2 separate regions of the Oryctolagus cuniculus genome follow, and region 1 is linked to region 2. Evidence: chromatin contacts called from public Micro-C data. All regions are on one chromosome and are shown on one strand. The core of a region is the stretch at or near the end of the contact, and the rest is flanking DNA. Distances in the headings are between cores, read along the strand shown.

The links. A called contact is a pair of places that touch in the nucleus more often than the background predicts.
Region 1: a contact with region 2 is called in a Micro-C map of ear pinna, with 3 times the contacts expected there. The contact joins two enhancer-like sites. A contact is called at or near these places in 3 of 6 Hi-C or Micro-C datasets (ear pinna, psoas muscle and an unstated tissue).

The regions. Positions count from the first base shown.
Region 1 is chr11:120,215,267-120,218,077 of mOryCun1.1, reverse strand. It overlaps FBLN1 (fibulin 1), which reads right to left. Exons shown (of 17, transcript XM_051840583.2): 8 at 2,537-2,674. Among named protein-coding and RNA genes, the nearest start is that of FBLN1, 28 kb to the right of the region's middle. Within about 2 kb of position 1,362, at least 2 of the 8 cell types and tissues checked have an H3K27ac peak or open chromatin away from gene starts, as enhancers often do. A contact at or near this core is called in ear pinna, where this site is marked.
Region 2 is chr11:120,149,473-120,152,172 of mOryCun1.1, reverse strand. No RefSeq gene overlaps it. Among named protein-coding and RNA genes, the nearest start is that of SMC1B, 26 kb to the right of the region's middle. Within about 2 kb of position 1,367, at least 2 of the 8 cell types and tissues checked have an H3K27ac peak or open chromatin away from gene starts, as enhancers often do. A contact at or near this core is called in ear pinna, where this site is marked.

The DNA of each region.
Region 1 (2,811 bases), core at 113-2,612, 66 kb before region 2:
CTCTGGCCAGGCGTGGTCTCCTGCAAGGACCCAGGCCCTGCAAAGCCACCTTGGGGGATCGCTCTGTGCTGCTGTGTGCGTTTGGAAGGAGCTGAGGGGCTGTCTCACAGCCGCCAGCAAGGCAAGCGCGCCTCTCAGGTTCCACGATTCCCACACTGTTCCGTGGGATGTGGGGGATGGTGTGTCCCCACCCCCCGAGATACTGAAGAGGGAGCTGCACACCCCATCCAGGACTAGGAAACCAGTGGCTGAATTAATGAGTGAGCAAATGAATGAATGCGAGGGCGACCACATGGAGATCGACGAGTCCCAGGAAGGCACTGCATAGCCGCTCCCTCTTAGGGGCCTTGTGGGGAGGACCTGGGCAGTCCCAGCTGCTGGGGACCCAGCCACCCCACGCTTCCTCCCTGGGGCAGAGTCCAGATGTGGTGGGAGCCTCCCAAGGCCCAGCCCCTCCCCCTCCTAAGGAGGCGGCCAGGGGCTGGGGGAGGGGACTCAGAGAAAGAGGAAAAAACAGAACTTGAGGAAGACACGACAGCCGCAAGGCCCTGGGTGAGCACAGCGCAAGGTTCCGGAAAATTCCAGGTTTACCCCAGGGAGGAGGCCTCTGGTCCCAAGCCCCGCTGCCCGGGAGAGGCTCTGGGGCCTGGGAAGCCGGATTTTGGCAACACCTGGCGCTCTCTCCTGACAGTCATTCTTGCCGATGCAGTCAATCATTTCGCTAAAGACAACTTCAAAGTGCTGACACCAGACGTCTACTACACCGCCAAGTGGGCTTAAAGACAGGAAAGGAGAAGGAAAAAGCCCGAGCAGTCCGGCCTCCACAAGCACCAAAAGGCGCGGGAGCGCAGTCCTACGCTCACGCCGGGTCTGCCCGTCTCTCAACAGGAAGTTCAAGGGCACTTCCAAGACGTCCCAGAGAAGTGGAACTAAAAGACAAGTTTCTCCTGGTGCTAGAAATCCTGACGGCTTCTCCCTAACGCGCATCTGCTCGAGCTCTCTGGCGCTGCCCGTGCTCAGCCAGAGACACAAAAGCACTTTGCCAAGCGAAGGACGCGGCACTCGGTCTGAGGACTGAGACCCCCCCCCCCCCCCACAGCAGGCTGAGCTGGAGGAGCCTGAGAGCTGAGGGTTCGGTGAGGACCCCAGGGAAGCCAGCCAGAGCTCCGGCAGCCTGGCTCCAAGGGCCCCAGATCCGGGGTGGGGTGGGGGTGGGGGGACGAGTGCCGAGCCGTTCCTCCCCACAGCAGCGGGGAGATCGGGACCACGTTCAGACTTGCCAAGGTTCTTTGTGGGAAGCGGGACTGACTGTGCCGTGAGTCAGGGTTTCCAGCCCCAACAGCTGCCAGCCTCCTCGGCGGAGCCCCCTAAGCCACCGGCAAGTCTGAGCAGCGCCCGCCCTGCTCAGGGGCCCCCGGTGCTGAGCGCTGACCGCGCAGCTCACAGGAGGCTGGCGAGGGGCCAGCTGGCAGCCCAGCCGAGGCCTTCAATTCCCTCTCAAACGCAAGGTCAGTGCGGCTTTTCTGAGAGAAGCTGACAAAATCAGACAAAGCTTCGGCCTCTAGAGGGGAGCGGGCGGCAGCCACCCAGGGGGGTGGGCTCCGACTGGCGGCGCTCAGGGCCCAGAGCCAGAGGCAGGACCGAAGCTTCTGCCACGCAGAGGGCAAGGCAAGGCAAGGCTGAGGGAGGGGCTCGGAGGCAGGTGCGGCAGAGCCGGACGGCTCGCCTGGACGGCTCGCCTGCCACATTCCCGCACAGGTGCCGTGGGCCCCGTCCCGCGCTGTCCTCCCCCAGCGTGAGCGGTGCGCTGTGACCCCCCATTTCCACTCAGTCCACCTGGCACTTTCTCTCCTTTCCCACCAGTCCTCCCCGAGACCAACACAGAGCTCTCGTTTTTATCGTGGTGAAATGCGCGTCACGTCAACCTGGCCGTCCTGCCCGTCTGTAAGGGCACAGCTCCAGGGCACCGGGTACGGTCTCACAGCTGTGTGACCATCACCACCAGCCACGTCCCGGACGCCTTCATCTGGCAAAACTCGGACTCTGTCCCCAGAGAACGCTGGCTCCCCAGTCCCCACCCCGGGGCCCTGGCTCCCGCTCTTCTCCCCTGGTCTCTCTGAAGCCCACTGCCAAGAGTCTCTCCAGAACGCCGTCCAGCCGACTACAAGCTGGGGCAGGGAGCCGCGGCGGTCATCTTGCTGGCACCTGCTCGAGCCCGTATACCAGGGGTTAAGAGTAAATGTGGCTGGTCCATTCGGCTCAGAACCGGGCATCTCCAACTCCAGCATCCAAACCGTGCCATCCGTTTTTGTAAACAAAGATTTCTGGGAACAGTGTCTCCCACTTGTTCACTTGTTTGTTGTCCCTGGGTACTTTCACACCGCGGCAGATTCGAGCACCTGACACAGCCCACACGGCCCACAAGGCCTGAACTACCTGCCGGCTGCCCCCGCACGGACAGAGGCCCCGGAGCGGAGCGGCGGACGCCGTACCCCGCCGGCGGAGCCCGGGGCGCCCTGGCGGCAGCGTGTCTTACCAATACAGCTGCCTAGAGCATCTTGTATAAAGCCACTCTTGCACTGTAGCTTGGGTCTGCAGCGGAAGGATCCCAGAGTATTCTGACAGATAAAATCGGGGAGGCAGTTATGAATACCACTCTCACACTCGTCAATATCTGGTACATCATAAAAAAAGGAGATGGTTAGCGAGAGTAGTGCCAGGCATTTGACAACACTTCAACATCACAAGAAAGCCCTTCCCTAACGCTCATCACCCCACTGCCTCCCGAAACTGCAGCAGAGACGCCCCACA
Region 2 (2,700 bases), core at 118-2,617:
TGCAGGAGGGGCCAAAGGGACGAGCATGGGTGGCAAATCAGAGTGAGGAGGGCCAGCTCTTGACTGGCATGGGGGCAGCACGGGGGAGGGGGCGGGCTCTCCTTCAGCACCGGGCGCTCCACTTACTTGGAGTGTGGGAAGAGGAGCAGGTGTGGGAGGACAGTGCGTGGCAGTGGACCGCAGGTAGACGCTTCCGGAGCAGTGAAGGGGCTCAGAGCGAGGTGGACCTTTCCCTCCAGTCCTGGGCCGCTGCCGCCAAGCGGCGGGGGCTTCACCCAGATGCTTCCTCGCCTCGCGCCCTGCAGGTGCCTGGAGCCAGGAGGGGGGTGGAGCCCTGTGGGTTGCGACATCCCCAAGTGATGGACGGGCCCGACGTCTTGTGTTTGTTTCTCAGTGCTGCCTTCCAAGAGGGAATCTAAAACCCCACATTCTGACATTCAGTGTAATTTCCAGTCATTTCCACCGACAACATGTGGTTCTTATTATCAAAGATACACACGCAGATGTAACATTCAAATCTTGGCTTCAATGGGCAAAGAAAACAAGATAATCTCAAGTATTGCAGCAGCCCTCAGACATTTACGATTCCAAGAAATGGCTGTTGGACAAGGATCCCAGAAGATCCATTTTCCAGCGTGTTTCTGGCTGGGGGGGAGCCAGCCTCTTAGTCAGTTTCAGGCTGTGCATCTGAACTTTCAACTGGAAGGCCGAACGGCTCTTGGTGGCGAACTCGTCGGCTCAAGGACCCCGAAATTCCTCCCTGGCCTCCCTCACCCCAAGGGACCCCCAGGTAAACAGACGGTGCTCAATAAGGGTTTGTCGAACGAGGAAAGAACAGAGCAGTGAGTGCCACAAGCTGTCACGCACCAGGTCTGCTCGTCTGACATTCTTCTCTGAAGGTTCCGTGAGCTGATTATTATGGGCGGGGGTGGCTCCTCTGAGACAGAAACGGAAAAATATTTATACAGAACTTGTGTTTTGAACTGCGACGGAGAACTTTATCTTGCCCCCATTAGGTTCTGCGTGAGTGATTTCAGTTCCTTCCAAAAACCATTCCTGGCACGGCGCTTTCCACTCCTAAACCCCGAAAAGCCTTAACAGAATAATTTATCAAGTTCATCCTAAGTGCCAAGCCCGCTCATGAATTATGTCATTTAATTCTCAGAATAATACTGCGATGATGGTATGTTTATTATCTGTACTTTACAGATGTGGAAAGAGAGCCTTGGAAATGCAGGCTCTTTCCCGAGTTCACGGCCCGGAGGTGACAGGCTGGTGTCTGAGCCCAGGGGGCACGACCCCTACGGCTCACTTCCTCACGGTTTCCGAGGCCTGAGCACAAGACTCAGACGGGATCTTCTTCTTCCTCTTCACCTCCTCTTCTTCCTCTTCCTGCTCCTCCTCCTCCTCCAAGGTTTGCTTATTATTTGAAATGTAGAGTTAGAGAGAGAGAGGGCAAGACAGAGAGACAGAGGTCTTCCATCCACTGGTTCACTCCCCACATGGCCGCAACAGCCAGAGCTGGGCCGATCTGAAGTCAGAGTCAGGAGCATCTTCCGGGTCTCCCACGTGGGTGCAGGGCCCCAAGCACTTGGGCCGTCTTCTCCTGCTCTCCCAGGCCACAGCAGAGAACCGCCCAGAAGAGGAGCAGCCGGGACCTGAACCGGCACCCAGAGGGGATGCTGGCGCCTCAGGTGGAGGCTTAGCCACTGTGCCTAGCACCAGCCCCAGGGGCGGGCTTTTTCAGACATTCATCTACTTACCCCCTGCTTGGTAACCCTGACCTGTAGGTTGGCCTCCAGGTTCCCATTTTACAGCTAGAAAAACCGAGTCTCCCAGAGGTAAAGCAACTTCTCTGAAGTGGCACAAAGCACAGAAACGCGGAGTTGGGGCCAAGGTTGCGGGGGGGGGGGGCTCCACATCTGCCCCCCAGACCCAGGTTGGCAGCCCCTCCTTCTGCAGCCCCTGTTCACCTGCAATCCTGGGACAACAGACCCCCAGCGAGTCCCCTCAGGGCTCAGCCCCAGCCTCCAGGGGAATGGCGAGGAGAGAAGGAGGGCCCAGAGCTGATGCGCCCGCCCGGCCACATGAAGCAAGCGAGAGATTGATTCCATTCTTCCCTCCCCAGGGGCTTGTTTGGCTGGGAGGTTTGGGTCAAGGCTGCGGAAGCCTCTCGCGCCCACCCCGCCTGGAGCCAGCGTGACCGGCCAGCTTCCTGCCCCCACCCAGCTGGGCCCGGTGCCCCTGAGGGAGGGTGGGGCTCCTTGCAACAGCCTCAGATCACCCAAGGACGCTGACAGCGGCAGGACAGGCACCAGAGCCCCATCCTGCTGTGTGCCCCACGACTCAGCACCGTGAGGGACCCCGGGCTCCCCGCTGATTGTGGAGCCCTGCCCTGCCTTAAGCACGTGCACACATCTGCTGCGCAGGGGTCCCTCCAGTCAGCCCCGCCAGGCCAGCAGGGTGATCTGCAGTGGACAGATGGAAGGCAGGAGTCCCCAGGGGCACCGGATTCCAGCCTGGCTCAGTATCACACGGTCCTGAGCAAACCGCTTCTCCTGCCTGAAGCTCAGTTTATTCTCATCAGGACGTGGGTATAATACAGAGTTTCTTACTGGGGAAGGGGTGTCCGTGAATAGAACGGGGAAGAACTGCCTCTTTATCTCCGGCTGCCTGTAACTGAGACCCGGCTTTTCCCCC